Regions from separate parts of the Gossypium hirsutum genome. Here region 1 is linked to region 2. A link is a contact called in public Hi-C data. All regions are on one chromosome and are shown on one strand. Each heading gives the region's core, a stretch centred on a gene start, on an enhancer-like site or on the middle of the called end of the contact. The rest is flanking DNA. Distances are from core to core; before and after follow the strand shown.

The links. A called contact is a pair of places that touch in the nucleus more often than the background predicts.
Region 1: a contact with region 2 is called in a Hi-C map of leaf, with 2.0 times the contacts expected there. The contact joins two enhancer-like sites. A contact is called at or near these places in 2 of 34 Hi-C or Micro-C datasets (leaf and petal).

Annotation. Positions count from the first base shown.
Region 1 is chrD10:14,937,291-14,944,010 of Gossypium_hirsutum_v2.1, forward strand. It overlaps the pseudogene LOC107915340. Among protein-coding and RNA genes, the nearest start is that of LOC121222271, 56 kb to the left of the region's middle. Within about 2 kb of position 2,216, at least 9 of the 9 cell types and tissues checked have an H3K27ac peak or open chromatin away from gene starts, as enhancers often do. A contact at or near this core is called in leaf, where this site is marked.
Region 2 is chrD10:14,728,750-14,734,861 of Gossypium_hirsutum_v2.1, forward strand. No RefSeq gene overlaps it. Among protein-coding and RNA genes, the nearest start is that of LOC107914383, 30 kb to the right of the region's middle. Within about 2 kb of position 4,677, at least 7 of the 9 cell types and tissues checked have an H3K27ac peak or open chromatin away from gene starts, as enhancers often do. A contact at or near this core is called in leaf, where this site is marked.

The DNA of each region.
Region 1 (6,720 bases), core at 966-3,465, 210 kb after region 2:
TACAATAACAAAGATAACACTCACCCTGAAGGCATCCAACTGGAATTTAGGGTCTCGCAAGTGATCAGCGCTTTCCCATCGAGCAATTATAGGATTCGGCTGTGACAAGTATGTGTTCATAGATTCTCGCAAGTAGTTCCATGTAACAGAAAGAGTACCACCTTGGAACTTGTCTTTATATTGCTTCAATAGATCAGCAGCTACCTAGATAGATCCCAAGAAGAAGTCTCATTAAGTTGTATCAAAAAGCAAATTCAAGGTCTAATGAAGGAAAACTGAAAAAAGACATTTAAGTTTTCAAGCAAGGTGTCTGAAACCTGTTGCATAAGTACTGTGTTGTCTCCTTCAAATGTCTGGAAAATATCGTGATCGTTCCTCAAGCTACCAAACCGGTTGACAGCAGCATATCCATGGCCTCCGCAGGCTTCCCTGCAGGTACTCAATGACTTTGCTGTATATGATGTCACGTAGGCCTTAAGGCCTGCGGAAAGTGCATGTACGTCAGCAACGAGTTGTTCATCGTGCATCTTCTTCATCTCCGAATATTTCTGGACCAAATACTGAGTAGCAAAATGAAATGCATAAGATGAAGCCAGCATCGGCATGAGCTTGTGCTGTTGTGATTGATAATCAAGAATGCTGACTTCAGGCTGTTCGGGAGGACCAAATTGCTGGCGTAGTAAGGAGTATCGAACAGCGATAGTGACCGAAATCTTGAGGAAGCCAACGGAAGCATATGCAAGGCCGACCCTCCCACCTACAAGTTCACCTAACATGGCAGCGAAACGTTTGTTTATAGTAGGGAGACTACTAGTGTATTTTCCATCTTGAGAAACATCGCCGAATCGATTAAGAAGGTTATCTCGGGGGATTCGAACTGAACGGAATCGCAGTGCTCCATTATCAACTCCATTCAAACCAACTTTATGGCCACAATCGTGGATTTCAATTCCGGGAAGTGTTTGGAGAGTGTTTAAATCCCTTATTGGGACAATGAAAGCATGGACTCCCATATCGGAAACTTTTTTGGAGTCATGAGTTGGTAAAATAAGTTTAGCGAAAACCGTTGCGAATTTGCCATGAACAGCAACATTGCCAATCCACCATTTGATGGCTCCGTCATTTGGTGTGTCAATGATGAATTCATCTGTAACTGGATCAAATGTTGCCGTGGTTTGAAGACCTTGTACATTTGAGCCTTTCAAAATCCACATAAATTTCACGGTTTAGTTTTTTATACATAAAAAACACCACCATAATTTATAACAAGAAAACCCAGATTGTCATGGTTGAAACAGAGAGCTTACCGTGGTGTAGTTCTGTCATGGCGAAACACCCAGGATAATCCAGATTGTCGATTCCATCAAAATATTTATCCCTATGCTTTTCAGTTCCTAAGTTCAGCACTGAACCTCCCCAAAGACTGCACAATTTTAAGCATTCCAACTCACTACGATTAATCCAAAACCAATAAATTCCTCATTTACAAAAAAAAAAAACACACATACACACACACACACACACACTCCCCATAAAACCCAGATTCCAAAACTTAAAACATGAATAACTTTCATAAATTTAAATACCCAAACTCCAAAAAGCAACCAAGATTGAATCTTTAATATACCTAAACTGGACTCCAAGTTTGATCCCAAGAGATACATCAATACTCCCAATAGCTTCAGTAATGGCGAAATACTTAGCGGGGTCATCAACAACATATCTAAAAGGCTTGATCTTTGCTTCTCTAACCAACGCAACCAGCTGTCTCATACAAAGCTCCCTATGTTCATTCATTGAAACCCCGACCGGGGTTTGTAAATCGGGCCTTGACTCGAAAAATTCAATGATTTTCTCTTGAATATCCCTGTTTTTCCCTCTCATGTAGGTTGAGAGAGAGACTTTGTCAACCTCCAGTTTATTGGCCGCCTTGGCGCATGTTAGCATGTTGAGTTGGGGTGAAGGTTGAGAAGGTGGAAGCGGGGTCAGGTAAGGGACAGACACTGGATACGGCGGCTCGCGGCGGTGATGGACGGATGGGATTCATCCTCCACCGTCTGATTTGGGTTCATGTTTTTACGACAACGGGGAATTTTTTTTTTAAGCGGTGGTTTGTCCTCTGACAATGTGAAGAAAAGGAGGGGACTGAGTAATTTAAACATAAAAGTCATGGTGACATGGCAATTTTTTATTGGAAGAAAGGAAAGTCGTTAAGTTAGCTCGGGGACTTGGGGGAATGGATATAGTGATGACGTGGCAGGTTTTGAGACAGATTGGGATTTGACCTTTTGAGTTTGTTTTGTCCTGTTTATTCTTATCTTCCCATATACGCAGAATGGATAAACTTTGGTTTTTCTCACACATATTTGGTTTATCTATTTTAAAAAATAATACAATATTTTTCTTTAAAAATATTATGAGATATTAATTTTATCCTTTAAAAATAGTAATCATTTTTTTCTGAAAATTGTTACGAAAATAAAAATAATTTAAATTTTAGCTTTTTAATATTTATAATTAATTTAGTTATTTATATTAGCTAAACTAGAGAAATATGTATTTTTTTTTTTAAAAAAAAGAGAAATAGGCTAAAAACAGCAACTTATTTCCAAGGATAAAAAACAACTAGTTTATTTATTATATAAACTCAAGTCATTTTTTTCTTTTGCATTAAAATTGCAATTTTTTTAATTCTCTCAATTCTCTAAGGTTTTAGTTTTCAGTTTTTAAAAGATAATTTCTCTAAAGATATTGTTGTTTTAATTTTATATTTCGTAACTTATTTGTTTTTAATTGGTTTTTATAATGGCAATTCTGCTAATTCATTTCAATGGCAAGCACATTTTTGATGTTTAATTGCAAATGGTAAGAAAATATATTTTTTAGTTTTTTAATTTTAATTAAGTTCATTATTAAGTTGTTAATATAATTAAATTTATATTTTTTTATGTTTATATAATTAGGCCGAAGATCAAATTTTAGAGACGTACATCCTCAATTTATTTGCAAGGGCACTGCGTGTAATTGAAGAAGACTTGCAAGAGGTGGGATTTTTGCATGTGTCTCATATGCTCAGGGGGTGTAAACTAGATCCCACATTTATCAACGCATTGGTGGAAAGATAGAGACCCAAGACACATATTTCATCTTTCATGCAGTGAGTATACAATCACACTTGGAGACGTAGCATTACAAATCAATTTATCGGTGGATAGGCCAATCGTTACGAGGGTAGTGGACATTGGCGATTGGAGCAACATTTGCGATGCACTAGTAGGCAAGGTGTTGGAGAAGTTTTTTAGTAGCCGAATAGAGATGAAATGGTTGGAAGAAATTTTCAATTATCGCAACAACTCCGCAAGTTCCATTGAAAGACAACAATACCCCCGAGCATTCATCCTGAGGTTAACCGGGGGTATTCTAATGTTCGATAAATCTTGAAATCTAGTACATCTAAGGTGGCTACTACAACTTGTCGACTTGAAAGAAGTGAGGCAACTCAGTTGAGGATCAACCATGTTGGCCACACTATACCGAAAGATGTGTCGAGTGAAGCAACCATAAAAAATTAAAATCGGTGGTTGCATACTCCTTCTACAGTCATGGGCATGATACCGGTTACTATTTTTATGTCCTTGAGTCAACACCCTTTATTGATTCCTACTCGTAACAAAGTAAATTTCATTTGATAATATAGTTATCATAATATTTATTCATTATTATATTTTTGAAATAACATATTACTTAAATAGGTGAAACAATGGGGCAATTCATGTGGGTATAGCGAGCGAGCTCGAAGACATTCAGCTACTATTAAATCAACGATCGGAAGCGAATGTTAGTTTTTGAATTTTTTAATTATATAATATTTACGTAAGGATTTGAAACTTAATATTAGATAGATAATAAAATTTATAATTTCATACTATAGTTTGAATGGATGTCATACGCCGATCCAAAAATTCAAGAATGCATCTCGGACGAATTTTTTACCGATTGCAATATCTAGCACGTTAAGGTGTCATTGATAGTTTTCGTGACAGTGTAGATGCACGAATCCAACTGATTGCTATGCCAATTCGGGTTTAGGCAAACTATTCTGCCGTCACCTGAGGACCTCGAAGAATTGCACAAGGTCAATTTACGGGGGAAGATTGACAAAGATTGGGCGAAATTTCACAAGAAATATATCAACATTTGGGAGCATAGGTATGATTTCATACCTATTCCCAACCTTGTTCTTGCACTAGAATTGGTTACCTCTCTGGACTACATGAGATGATTAGACATCACGACAAGTCATATCTACTGTCGGAGGAGGAAAGGGCTAGGCAACGTCTCGTAGGAGGCCAAGATGATTCCGCATGAATCCTAGGTCAGGACTACATGCCACCTCAGCAAAGTCATCATAAGCTCCAACCCAACATGAGGCACCGATGGTTACACCACTTCGAGTCAGTATAGTTCATATTATTTCGGTATTTTCACTAAGTCTGTTATTTTTACACAAGCATCACACTATGCACCATCGTACCTTGTATGCAGGTATATTTTTTGCACCACATCTGTCCCCAACACTATATTATATGACAATGCCTACAACAACACCGGTGTATCTCACATCACCGATAATTCTAACATTTTATCCGCAATCGAGTTATGCGACATCATACGCTTATTTGCTGATAATGATGCAAACCCCCTCGATGTCATTGTTTTACCCAGGTGGCTTATCTTGGCAACAACATGTTAGTAGAGCAGACAACATACGATGGCAACCTAGGACGACGCCACACTCAACCAAGGAGAAACAAGATGAAGATGAAAATGAAGATATAGCTTGAAGTGAAGATCAAGATAAAGAAGATGAAGATAAAGTAGTGGAAAACCATACATTCATGAAACACAAGGGTTCGCATGCAAAATAATTAGAGTTCACTATTATGTGAAACAATAATTCCAAACACTTAGAAATATTTACAGGTTCGTATCACAATCATACATAGCTCGTATATAGTGATTTTTAAATCTTAAATTCACAAAACACTAATAGTTTACTTAACACTTAAATTGCTCATACATTGTAGATTCACTAATTATTAGGCTTTGCTTATAAGGAAACATGCATGCAAAATACTATCACAATTAAACAAGGTTGGCATAAATTCATGGGTTCGCACACATGTAAGGGTTCGCAAAGCTATGGGTACGTATGTAAATATGGTAAACATATCTAGGGTTTTGCATATAATAATACTAACACTACAAGGGTACGCAAGTAGTTTACAAATAGACATGCATGAATAACATCGATTTATTAATTATAAAATAGAAGTCAAAATCCATAACAAGTTTGCAAAAATTGAGTAAACTTAAATATATATATCATATTGCACTTTTATATTAAGAAAATAATTCGAAAATAAATTAAAAATGTAATTTATTATTCTAAATAGCATAACAAAAGCCCATCGCCCATCTTTATGATTCGACTGTATCAGTCAGGTGCCTCACCGGATCATCGACATCGCCTATGCTATATGCGATCTACTTACCTGAGAAGTAAGAGAGAAGTGAGTGAGTTCGGGGAAGAACTCAGTGAATAATCAGAAACTATTAGATTATGCCTTAAAAACAACAATTGGAAACAGTAGAAAACTTTAGTTTTGAAAATGTTTCACATGTTGGGTACGTAGGTGAGGATGCGAGACCCAGTTCACATCGGAAAACCTTATTTTTGTGAAACCAATTTTAAAAAACAATGCTTAGAATTTCTTTTTTTAAAAACTTATTTTTAAAAGGGACTCGCCTTAAAATCCTGTGATGCCATATTGCTTTTCAAAAACAAAATTGAATATGAGTTTATAATAGAGTTGTGAGACTAGCTAGCACATAACAGAATTCATGAACAAAGTCAGCCTTAGGTCACACGACTAGGTCGTCAAACAGAAGACATGTCTTGTTGAATAAGTTATATCCAACCTAGCTCACGAAGATCACACAGAATGAGATATATCACAATTCTGACAAAAGCCCATGCTTTCAAAGAGCATGCGGAGTGAGGCTCACAAAAGCTCATGTTCTCAAAGGAACACGCAGAGTGAGACTTAACATGGGTGAATATTCACACTATTGGTATACCAGTCAGAAGGCTCACTAAGGAGCACACAGAATAGAAAGCTTGCACTGAGGCAAAGCTTAACAGAGAGCTCACACAAAGCAGAGCCAAACAGAGAGTTCGTACAAAGCAAAGCCAAAAAGAGAGCTCACACAAAGCAAACTTAGCAGAAAGCTCACATAAAGCAGAATTAAAACATTTACTTATAAAAAACTCGCATGTTAAGTGCCTTTCAAAAACACAACTTGAAATCATTCTTTTAAAACATTCTTATAATCAAAGGCTCGCATAGGAGCTTACATAAAACTGTGCTTTAGAATTATCTTTTTAAAATCGTAATTTTGAAAACAGAATTCGTAACTTAAAATAGAGCTTTTCAGAAATCTTACTTTTGGGTTTTGAAAACAAGGTTTCCTTTAGAAAACCGTAGCCATTAGCAATCATAATCAGAATACCTTTGAAGAACCCATAAATTGATAGTTATCGATCACTCACACTTTTAAAAACTTAGTAAGGAATATACTCCTAACGAAACCTAATCACTTACCAGAAATGGGGAACTTAAACGACTCTGGCTTTGCCTTTATCGTTACTAGAATATG
Region 2 (6,112 bases), core at 3,427-5,926:
AGGATGAAGGAACTACATCACTTCAGCTTTGATTTTTGTCACAACCAAAAAATTTTGTTGTCTCAGAAAACTAAAATCCATTTCTGTACAATATTTTTGGATGATTATCTGTTCCCTATAATAGTAGTAATATTAATAAAGTATGGGTGGGAAATGATGCGTGTAAAGGAGCAATTATCGTTGGGTGGTGCAATATTCCAATGGTTGGTTGATTCCTTAGTGATTTTCCTTTTCCATATTCTATGTATACTTGTTTGGATAATGAGAAAATAACGTCACCCATACATTGGCTATTTCTTTTTTAGTGCAATCTCAAGTGGGTTTCCACTAAGGATGGCTAGTGTTGGCGTCACCACTTTTTGAAGATTCATACCTCACAATATTTATCAATTACTTCCTTTTTCTTTTTTTCCTCATCTATAGTTTACTCATCTTATTTATTAATCATATGATAGGAAATTCGATTCTTACCCATAAAAATAAGCATATTTCATAATTAATTATTTACTCCTTTTAAGAAACACTAACGAAAAAAATTGATGATGAATACTCTGATATAGACCCAAAAAAAAATTCATTTAAGTAGGATTGATATTCAAAGGTATTGGATTATACATTCTAAATTCAATCTTTAGATCTTAATTTTTCTTTTACATATATAGATAACCAAAACCATAAATAAAGTTAAAATCACATAATTAAAAAAAACTAAATATTTACCAGTGAGGTTATGATTTTTTAGCAATTGCACATTATAAACTAATAAAAATATATAAAGATAAAAATGTTTATTCTAATTTGAAATTGAAAATTAATTCAAAATCCATAGTTTGAATTGATCAATAAATGATTAAATCATTGCTTACCCCTAATGGACAATATTTCTAAATAGTTGTAGCAAAATAGTATTTTATTTTTGAAAATGATGAGGTTTTTGTATTCGGTATTAGAAATGAACTAATAAATAAGTTTTATTTTAAAATTTTGTGAGATTCGAGATCGTAATTATTAAGATTCAAGCTTAAAAAGGTATAATGATTTTTTTTTGGTTCTATTTTAATTTTGTAAAAACAAGTTATTTTAGTTTTTATTTAAAAATTTTTTTTGTCTCTTTTAGCATTTAAACTTGTATTTTTGTCAAATCACTCGAAATAGATGAAAAATTTAATGTTTATTAACTTTGCTAGCACAACATATTCATAGATGACATGTTAGCATTTAATTAAACTTTTAAATTTTAATTTCTTTTATTTTTATACTTTTTAAAATGATTTTTAATTTTTAAAACTTAATTAAATGCTGACATGTCATCCACATAACAATGTACGTGTATATCACGTCAGCAAAATTAATTATGAGGATAATTATAACATCATCTCAAGGTTTTATTTGGATGATTTTGATGAAGTTGAATATGTTTGTATTAATTATGAGGATAAAATTTGAAGAAAAATAGGGGTTTGGTAATATAAAAGAAATATTTGGCAAGCCTTTCAATCATCCTTCACGCCATGCACCATTATTCTCTTAACCAAATATTATATTTGTAAGACCACGGACGTTGACAGCTCCAATTATTTTGTTGTAACAAAGGTATACCACACGTAACATTATATCCATTTCCTTTCAATTTTGAGGGGCTTAAATTTTTTATATTTTTTTTATTAATGACTGCTTTTTTTATTTATACTAACAATAAAGTGTAATAAAATTACTTTTTTATGAAAGTAACATTAATTTAGTAAAATAAATAAATTATATTAATGATCATTACAAGTCAAGTCAGAAATATATAATAAAAGTAATAAATTATAAATTATATTCTAAATATTAATATAATAAGGATATTTATGTGCTCCTCCATAATTCTACCCTATTATCACTTTTTTTATTAGTTTAGTATCTAAAATTTCATACTCCAAGGCCCAATGTACCATGTTGCGCCCTTTTTCTAAATAAATTCAAAATTAAAAATGCCAAAAAATAAAAACAACTCATAACATTAAAAATCAGATTTTTTTTTAAATATAAAAACTCCATAAATCATAAAAATATACTTTTAGTTTAAAAAAAACATAAAATTTAAAAAAATTAAGGAATGGGCATTAAAGTCCTCAAAGTTAACAAAAATTTGTATTAAAAATTTTAAAAATTAAGTATTAAAGTGATTATTGGATACAACTTTGAGGGCTAAATTAAGCATTAATCCATTTTTTTTAAAAAAATTCTTCTTTTCGAACTCTATTCACTTTTATTGAATTGAGATGCCATTGACAAGTTGAAAATCGAAATATGACTAAATAGAACTCATACAAAATAAATTCTAAACCTAAAATAATTTAAAAGAGAATCTAAAGTTAACATTTACATATGATATAACTCACATTAAAGTCTCAAAATCTCAATTTTATCACCACACCCAAAAGATCATCGGCAAAACTTTTAATAAAATAAAAAAGCACACGTTTTCCTCAAATGGGCCTAATTGGTGACCCAATTTATGGCATAATTTCTTTTTTCGGGGGGTTGTTTCGAGCTTTTTGGGCAGGCCTTAATCTAATCTCAATATACCTTTGAAGCTTATCACTTCTAAATATATCTCCCAAATTAATTTGAATGATAATGTGTAGTAAAAACTTAATATCTGAGTTAAATATACAAGTGGTCACCCAACTATGTTAGCATTTCTATTTTGGCCATCTAGTTTCAAATTTTTTTAATTTAGGTACTAATGATTGAATCCATTCTTGTTTTGATCACCTGTCGTTAAATTGACAATGAAAAGCTTTTTTCTAACTGGTATAATAACACATTTAGTCCTCAATACTTATTCTATCAATTTGGTTCTAATTCTATATAATTCAATAAACTTAACCTTTCACATTTACAAATTCTATCAATTTGATCCTCAAATTTTCTAACCAAAGCTTTCAACTTTTAAAACAGAGACATTCCACATCTTTTAATTGTTTTATTTATGGTTGAAATTATCTAATTTGGTACATAATCCTTTTGTTTATAATTTTAAGAAGTTAGTTTTAGAAATTAACTAATCACCATTAAAAATAATAGAAAATAAAAATTTTAAAAATATAATATATAATAAAATTATATAAATAATTTAATATTTTTAAAAATTAATTTTGCATAATTTTTTAAATTAATTTATTAAATTATTTGAGATTGTTAGTGATACGTACGACTTATTATGGATTTAAAAGTTAAAAATAAATAGAACACGTATAGTCTCCTAATTAGTTTATAAAATCAAAAAAAAAAATTATCAATATAACAAAAGGAAATTCAATTAATTCTTTTACATTTTTTATGAAAAATTAAATGTTCATATTTTTTCTTATATAATTATTGATTGAACAATTGAATTTTTCAAAGTCATAATTTTAAATTTTTTATTTAATTTCCAATTTCAATGACGATTTCTATGTACCTTGAAGGAAACATCCTACTGCTAACAACAAGAATAAATCTAAAGTAATTTTTTTAAGGTTTTTCATTTTCATTAGCTAAAATTTTGTCAATCAAAATATTATAAAATATTATATTTAGAAGAACACTAATGAAAAAAATAAAAGGAAATAAAGTTTCAAGATAAACTCATTGGTATTAGGAATTGGTTCGAAAAATGGTTCATTAGTTGAGTGAAGATTTTTTTTCTTTTTTTGGGTTTTACAAATTTATAGATGTGGAATGCCTTTGTTTTAGAAGCTAAAAGCTTTGATTAGGAAGGTTGATGATCAAATTTATATAATTTGTAAATGTGAAGGGTTAAATTTATTCAATTATTTAGAATTAGGATCAAGTTGATAGAATAAGTAAGTATTGAGGACTAAATGTGTTAGTATACCAGTGAGGCCCATAATCAATTTAACAACAGGTGACCAAAATAGGAACAAATTCAAACCTTAGTGCCTAAATTAAATTTTTTTTTAAAGTTGAGTGACCAAAATAGGAATGCAAGCATAATTGGGTGACCATTTGTATAGTTTACCCAATATTAATTCATCTTTTTACAGATTTGGATTTTGTAAAGTAGGATAATTAGTGAATTTGGATATTAAATTACTATTTACAAATTAAATCTGGATGTTTAAATATTTATTATCTGAATATGTTTTAATTATATGGAGAATATATTCGAATATTCAAACATAATATCAATTCAATTATTTTAAGCTTTTAAAAATTAATTTAGTAGTGGATTGAGTCTTAACTCAATTGGTATTGATATTGTTGTTAATGTAGGAGGACATGAGTTTAATTGGACTGAAGTGTATTATCCTCATATTTACTGACGGAGATTGAACCCATCATCGCCAACGACCAAAGAAGGCTCTAGAATCGGTAGAAATTGGACATTTTTGTCTAAGTCCGGGGATGCAACACAAAAACGACTCTCCTCACCACCCTCTATGAACTCAGATTTAGGAGAAATCTGATAGAGCGCCTCAATGAGACTCTTTGCAGTGATGAAAAGGCACTACCAGTATACTCCACCACAACTACAGATGCAAAGAAGAGGAAACGTGATTATGATAGATGATAGGATTTAGGCTTTCTTCAGTTTACTTAGGTTTTTGCTTTGATTAGGGCCTTAAAAGAGGCGTTTCAATTTCTTTTATTTTTTCTTTTTCTTTATTGTTAGGCAAACCCGAGGCACCGCCTCGGTTATCAATACTCTATTGACAGTTGTTAGACAGCTGGTACTTTCAGAACTTTGATCAGTGTACCACATATCCTCTCTTTAATGCATTCCAATTTTACTTCAAAAAATGTGAGGAGGAGGTATAGGTAGTTTTAAACATTATATTAAAAGAAGCAGATACGATAATAACTTATAATGAAATTAATATTCAAAAAATAATAATACGAATATTTGACTAATTTGAATATTCGATGAATATTGTATTTTTAAAGGTGGATTAAGATAATAATGTTTGACTATTTTTAAAAAAAATAAATATCAAATTTATACGTGAACTTTAATCCAATGTGCAATTTGATACATGAGCATTGATTTGGTACAATTATACACATGAAACTTAATTTGTGGTTTATATGTATGCATGAAACTTTGATTTTGATTTAAATGTACACATTTAAAGAAATAAATACATACATTAATTTTCATATTTGATTAATATAATTATTTGTGCATACAATATATCAATGTAAAATGGTGCTAATTCGATAACATTATTAGTGATTTAAAAAAGCTAAATCAAATAAAAAAATCATTTATAAAATTGCACAAAATCAAAGTTTATTTTATAATATTGCACATTGGATCAAAGTTCATGTATAGTTTTGATATTTATTTCTTTTTTTAAAAACAATTTCTGTTGTTACTCGTAACTAAACTTGTTCAAGGGTTGGATTACCTGTCCAAACCCGAAGGTCTACCTAAAATTTAAAAGGGTTTAGCAAAAATATTAGGCCCAAAATGTGGGTTTAGGCAAAAAAAATAGGCTCGTTTAAGATACGAGTCGGCTCAAGCTCAAACCTTCAAGGCCCAAACTTAGCCTAACCGGTTTCTAAGTTTCTAATATATTCTATTATGTTATTTTTATATAGTATGTAATATATAACACATAAAAATTAAATCCGGAGTAATATATAATACTATAATATTAACATTAAAAAATATTAAGTTGCCTATATATAAAATTTTAATCTAAAGTAATGACTTAGTTCGCCTAATCTAAAGCACATGTACGATCCAAGTGAAAGGGTTTATTGCTATAAACACCACAATCGATCAGTTTAAAAGAAAATTTTTAAAATTTTATTGTGCATTGTTCCACTATTTCAAATTGAATTTTCCAAATCCCTAAAATAGAACCTGATCGTATCTTTCAAGACTAAAAACTTCAGCGATAACTCGGTGGTCAGGGTCATCCATATTATTAGAACCATTAATTAAGGTTGTAGCTTTATACTTAGTCTTTTTCTCATTTACTTTCTCATTTACTTTCTCCTATCAATAATGGGTTTATGTAGTGTAAGACCATAGATCGGCTATGGAAACCAACATAGTCTGTCAGGACGCTAATCATGGAGTTATGTGGTGTAAGACCATATCTCGGCTATGGCA